Regions from separate parts of the Triticum aestivum genome. Here region 1 is linked to region 2. A link is a contact called in public Hi-C data. All regions are on one chromosome and are shown on one strand. Each heading gives the region's core, a stretch centred on a gene start, on an enhancer-like site or on the middle of the called end of the contact. The rest is flanking DNA. Distances are from core to core; before and after follow the strand shown. Region 1 has its middle 63 kb from the start of LOC123077409. Region 2 holds the start of LOC123077408 (transcription factor IIIB 60 kDa subunit).

Region 1 (3,182 bases), core at 490-2,989, 600 kb after region 2:
GTTGCGGGCGGAGGTTTCGGGCAACCTTGGATGGCCGACCCTCGTATCACCGTCAGCGGATGCTTCATTAGGGCATCTCCAACACCGACTCCCAAAACCGACATAGTATCTGTCGGCATACCCATACTGCACTAGGTTTATGTAACTACTTGTACCACCCAATAGTCTAATAAATTGATGGGTACAAGCGGATGTGCACTCTTATGTCAACATTTCGCAGATAACTGTTCACTTTACACAAGACAGAAATCTGGGATTTGAAACAGGGCGTGTGTGTTTGAATTGGAGCCTAGGTAGCTGATTTCCTGCGCACGTGAGCTCGATTTTGCGCGTCACTCATCGATCTAGTGATGTACGCCTGTCTCCTTGCCGTCAGATGAACGGACTCGCGTTTCAGATTTTTGCATGTCACGGCTCAGGGGTCTCACTCTCAGGTCAGATCACCCGGCCGAACGCATGCATAAGAAAATATATTATCGCTGCCGTGCGTCAAACACATTAGGTGACATGAGCAAAATTTCAGGCTCTAAAAGTCGAGCACTTAATTAACTCAGGAAGCTTATTGGGAAATTGTTGGAGCCTTGTATCATAGGTAGGGCGGTCTCATGCATGCTCGGATGAGCTGGTTATTCAAAACATGGTGGTTCGGTGTAGGTACAGTTGTAACAAGTGATAACGACTTATGGTATGGCCATGGGCCCTGGTGTTCGGTATCCAATGCTGGTTTACCAGTTTACGTATCCCTCCAGTCCTTTTTATTCCGCGTGTTAGATTTGTATGAGGTTAAATTTAACAATTTTTTATTTAAAAATAACATATATAATATATCAAATATATATACTATGAAACTAAATTTTGTGATGAACCTAACAATATTGATTTGTCATTGTGATGTTGATATTTTTTTATAAATTTGATTAAAATAGAGAAACTTTAACTTAGGATAAAACTTATATGCAGACTAAAAAGAACAGGAGGGAGTATGTCAACACATAATTTTTACGAGTTAGTGACCCCTGAAATAATGCAATTGTCGTGGTAACATGTGTCCCTTTTTTTTGTATGCATATATATAGCAAAACAATCGCCAAAAAAATATAGCAACAATCGCCAAAAACGTACGATTGGAGACTCGGTGACGATCAGTACGTGGATTAACTATAATTCGGCGCATATATAATAATATCAACTCTATCTCGGAGACGTTTGCAAAGTGTCATGCATGATGAACATCTAGCGTCCTGTAGCGGACGGACGGACCATGTTGGGCGTTGGCTCGCTCTGGCGAAACCGACGTCGTTATCATCTTCTCGTGCGTTTCGGCATTCCTGTCATGTAGTCCATGGCATTCTCGACCGGGCAGTTAGCACATACACTATTGTACTTCGCTACTCCCACTACCGCCATTCATTCATATTCATATCGTACTGCCATCCAACTTGTCGGCGATGCAGACGGTCGGGAGCTATGCCCGTCCATGAGTAGTTCGCTTTGAGAACAGTGTTCGAGAGGGGCTTGGTTAAATCTCAGCAATCAGATCGAGCGGGTAGTACTGTTCGGTAGCTGCTCGAGCTTTGGCATTTGAATCGGGTGGTCTCCGTGCAGAAGAAAGCAAGTACGGGCCGCCAAGGGTCAGTGTCCAAAGAATGTCCGACCGGACGATCGGATGCGTTCTCCACGTCCACGACAAGGACAGGGCAAGCGCTTGGGGGCCTTGGGGCGGCAGCGGCACGAGATGAATAGCGGTTTCGTGCTCCGTGGTCGTGAGCCGCCATGATGTCACTTGTCACTTGGCTCCGGTTTGTGGTTGTGGCCAAATTGCTCTGAAAATGATTTCTTCGAGAAAAAGGTGTTTTTATTGATTTAAAATAAAACATGAAATAAATACAAAAATAAATGACCACACACTTGGCCTCTGCAAAGTTAGGACGCGCACGTCAAACATCAATGCACACACTAAAAACATGCCGACAAATAACAAAGTCGTAAAAAATCAAAACTATGCGTAAGCGAGAGAAAAACCCGGTCAAAATGGCGACCGACAAACTACAACAATGATCATATCCGTGACAATCATCTCTTGACAACACAGAGACAACGAGGTTCTTCAACAACAACACGTTGAAAACAAATTGAACAGAGTGAGAACCGCCAAAATCAACGAAGGAGCCTTCCGACTACATCCCACAATTACGCGTGTATGAGCCTCCAGCAGCAGCCACCGGATATAAAGAGAGGAACATTATAAAAAAACCTTTCTATTGCCACCGCAAATCCGTGCCGAGGGTATGGCCGCAAGCATGAGTATCCATCACGCGGACCATCACAGTCGTCGGAGCACATCATCGCAGACTGTCACCTTGCCGGAGGAAGCACCGCCCAGACCTGGAGGAGGTAGCGAATAGGACGGCGTAATCCCTCATGGGAACATCCGACGGCAATGGAGGACGAGACTCCATTAGAGATGACTCAAGCGGAAGCAAAAAGGGGAAAGGATCAGCCTTTGGCAAAGGAAGCGGGTCGAGATGGGAGATGGCTCGCTACTATTGTCTGCCACCGGAAGCTTTGCCTGATGGCGCCAAACAGCGATGGCGAGGAAGGAAGGGAGGGGAGGAGGCTCCTTGGCGGCGAAGATTAGTAGTCGCAGGAATCACCCTAGGGAGCAACGTGGGGGCGTTCAGATCCTTCTTTTTACAATTTGTGTCGCTTTGGAAATGATGGGCCATGAACGGATGGAGTCGGTCTTGGGATAATTCCTTCAAAATTTGTTGAATATTTAAGCAATTTTATATTGAGTTTAATCCATTACAACGCTAGATAAAACATAATAATCAGTGTATGATGAATCAATTGAAAATTTGTCGATAAAACGCGCACCCACCGCTGGTCATGACCGTGTATTTGGGCTGGCCAAAGTAGCGCAGGCTCTCTCTTCCTTTTTCTTTGTTTTTTTTTCAATTTTCTCTTTATTTTTCGTTTGGTTTTCTTTTTTATGTTTTTTTTTTGAGGAACCGGCAGGAGCACTGCCTTTTTCTTATAGAAGAGATGGTGAAAGGAAGCAATTTACAGAGGGGCGAGCGTTTTTAGGGAACGTCGCAGAAACCAAAAAAAGACCAACCTAGAAACTAGATTAACCAATGCCTGCGGTTGGCAGGCTGGCAGCAAACGCCAGGCCCCGCTGA
Region 2 (3,539 bases), core at 712-3,211:
TTCAACAAAAAGAAATGTCATTTTCATAATTTACCATAACTATTTCAGAGAAGATAGTTACTGAGTGATAACAAAAATCCATACTGTATAAAATTTATGAGCCATATCAATGATAGTATCTCCACCACCAACATGTAAGCTAGTGACAATCTGCCAAATCTCGTCTCTCCCTACAGAAATTAATCACAGGCTTAATTCACAAAGTGGGAAGAACAATCAATACAAAAAAGGAGTGCCCTAGAAGCCATACCTTTCATTAAAGTCCTTTCATGGGATAGTGAACTCCCACTCTCGATGCTGCTCAGTATGTTTCCAGCCAGCCTGCTCTGCACACATCCAAGAAAGTCAACCTCACAAACTACACAGATAAATTAAGAAAGTGAATAATGAGAAGCACAATAATAAGACCAACCGCTCCGGAACTGTCCTTGACAAAAGTAGGCTCATCGGTGTAAATCTCCTGATCAAGAACCTTTCCACACGTCCCACAACATCTGACCATCAAACATGACAAGACACATGAACAATCGCTGAAGCTGCTTAATAGAAATCTATTAAGCAAGAAGTAACAGGCTGATCAACAAAATCATGTATACAAACAATTATACGGCCTGATTGCAGATGCAATAAGAATAACAAAGAAAGAACAGGAAAGAGGATCTCACATATATCCTTTGTCAGGATCCTTTATGTATGGGCAATAATCAGCACAGTGAGTACAGTAAACCATTGGTGAACAGAAGTAGTAGACCTAGGAGAATGATCCAACTCCAATTAGCCTTCAAATAAGAGGATTACAAGGAATGTGGTCTTCAACCTTCAAAAGGAAAAAAAGGAATCTATTCAGATTGTGAAGTAAATACAAGTAAAGGAATAGTAGACTTCGATTTGGATTGTTTTTCTACCCAGTTCCAATCTAACAACACATTTACAGTTGGAGCATTACAACTAGCAGGCAAGGGGCGACCTGCTTCTGAACTGTGTGTGCACTTACTCTGGAGGTCAAACACGGGAGCAGGACAGGCTGTATTCCAGTCCGAACAAATATCAATACATTCAGGCACTACTTTTGATTTCTAGGATTAAATGTTCAGTGCGGGAAGACTAAAATTCAACACACTGAATTTTAACTCCCAATTCAAAATCGACCATGAAGTTACAACAATGAAACTAAACTAAGCTTTCAACTCAAAAAAAGTGTTGAGATCTTTGAAAGCACATAGTTATGCCGCTGGCAACAGCGTCCTGACCAATGTTCCGCGTGAATCCCCTAGTCCCAACGCAGTAGTAGTAAGTATAGTACCACTTCTTAGGACGGCATCGAGCAGCTTTCTTGGCTTGTCCCCCACAAGTAGTGGTGGCTCAGGAGCAATGGCAGCAGAGCAAGAGCAGCCTCGTCAACTCAAAATGTGGATGCATCAGCAGAATTAGAGGACACATCTATGGTTGACAACATGATGCAAGGCATTTGAATCCAATAATGTAGTGCTAGTTGCATTCTAACACACACCACTAAATTAAATTTTAAATCTCTCTAATTCCAAGATCGGTAAACCCAGTCCAGTTAGTGAAAAGCAAAAGAACCAACCAAATTGTATTCTTTACACACAACCCATCCAATCTTAGAGTGGCCAAAAAGTAAAGAGTGAGAATAGCCTTACACGCCTCGGTGTGGAGGCTGCGTGGCGGCGCAGCAGGTAGAGGGCGGCGTCAGGGGCCTGGGCGGCGGCGGCGCTGCTTCAGTGGAGGGGGGCGTCTAGGGTTGGGATCGGCGGCAGCACAACTCCAGGGGAGTGGCGCGTCGGGGACGAGAGGTTGGGCAGAAGCGGGAGGCGGGGAGGATCGCCGGGCGGCAGCACGGAGGTGTGGGAAGAGGAAGAAGCGGCCGCCTGGCCGGGCCGGGGCAAGGGAGGAGGAACACGGAATGGTAGAGCGGCGAGGGCCGAGGGTTCATCGAGGTTTCTACCAGTCAGCTTTGGTTTTGGGAAATGCTATCTGGCGAACGTTCGCTGGGATGGGATCCCAGGGAACGCCACCAGAGCCGTCAGATCCAGATCAGACGGTGGCAGTTTTTGCAAAAATTTATCCACGATTTAAACAAACTGCCATGACAGTTCTGCACCAGCCACATAAACTACATCCCCCAACGTTCGCAAATGCCATCACTGCTGGCCGCCTGTTCACCAGCTATGGCGGTCCTTGGTTTTTGCTTTGTTTTTTATGTATCTTCTACTAGCAAAAAGACTTGCATTGCAACAGAAGAAAATAATAGCATATGTCCGTATAGCCCGATAAGCATGTCTCGAGACCATTCATAGGTCTATGCCCTTTATATCAACACTACGACCTTTCAGTGTCACCACTTATACTCCTTCCATTCTGGCGAGATCATGAGTATTGCATAACCCTTGGTTAATATAATGGAAAGACCATGTGTGTTGCACAAAGATCTTCTTGTTGGGAACGTAACATGCAATTTCAAAAAAATTCCTACGATCACGCAAGATCTATCTAGGAGATGCATAGCAACGAGAGGGGGAGAGTGTGTCCACGTACCCTCGTAGACCGAAAGCGGAAGCGTTAGCTTAATGCGGTTGATGTAGTCGAACGTCTTCTCGATCCAACCGATCAAGCACCGAACGTGCGGCACCTCCGAGTTCTGCACACGTTCAGCTCGATGACGTCCCTCGAACTCTTGATCCAGCAAAGTGCCGAGGGAGAGATTCGTCAGCACGACGACGTGATGACGGTGAAGTTATCCGCGCAGGGCTTCACCTAAGCACTACGACAATATGACCGGAGGAGTAAACGGTGGAGGGGGGCACTGTTGGAAATATGCCCTAGAGGCAATAATAAAAGGTTATTATTATATTTCTTTGTTCATGGTAATTGTCTATTATTCATGCTATAATTGTGTTATTCGGAAATCGTAATGCATGTGTGAATACATAGACCACAACGTGTCCCTAGTAAGCCTCTAGTTGACTAGCTCGTTGATCAACAGATAGTCATGGTTTCCTGACTATGGACATTGGATGTCATTGATAACGGGATCACATCATTAGGAGAATGATGTGATGGACAAGACCCAATCCTAAGCATAGCTCAAAGATCGTGTAGTTCGTTTGCTAGAGCTTTTCCAATGTCAAGTATCTTCTCCTTAGACCATGAGATCGTGCAACTCCCGGATACCGTAGGAGTACTTTGGGTGTGCCAAACGTCACAACGTAACTGGGTGACTATAAAGGTACACTACGGGTATCTCCGAAAGTGTTTGTTGGGTTGGCACGGATCGAGACTGGGATTTGTCACTCCGTATGACGGAGAGGTATCTCTGGGCCCACTCGGTAATGCATCATCATAATGAGCTCAATGTGACTAAGGCGTTAGTCACGGGATCATGCATTGCGGTACGAGTAAAGAGACTTGCCGGTAACGAGATTGAACAAGGTATTGGGATACCGACGATCGAATCTCGGGCAAGTAACATACCGATTGACAAAGGGAATTGTATACGGGATTGATTGAATCCTCGACAT

What was found. Hi-C and Micro-C count contacts between places; a contact is called where the count stands out from the background.
Region 1: a Hi-C map of leaf shows a contact between it and region 2, with 2.5 times the contacts expected there. The contact joins the enhancer-like site here to the promoter of LOC123077408 in region 2. A contact is called at or near these places in 3 of 5 Hi-C or Micro-C datasets (all in leaf).

Annotation. Positions count from the first base shown.
Region 1 is chr3D:59,979,437-59,982,618 of IWGSC CS RefSeq v2.1, forward strand. No RefSeq gene overlaps it. Among protein-coding and RNA genes, the nearest start is that of LOC123077409, 63 kb to the left of the region's middle. Within about 2 kb of position 1,740, at least 1 of the 8 cell types and tissues checked has an H3K27ac peak or open chromatin away from gene starts, as enhancers often do. A contact at or near this core is called in leaf, where this site is marked.
Region 2 is chr3D:59,374,458-59,377,996 of IWGSC CS RefSeq v2.1, forward strand. LOC123077408 (transcription factor IIIB 60 kDa subunit) reads right to left here and starts at 1,962. Exons shown (of 20, transcript XM_044499680.1): 1 at 1,662-1,962; 2 at 666-817; 3 at 413-494; 4 at 251-326; 5 at 85-170. The coding sequence starts at 730.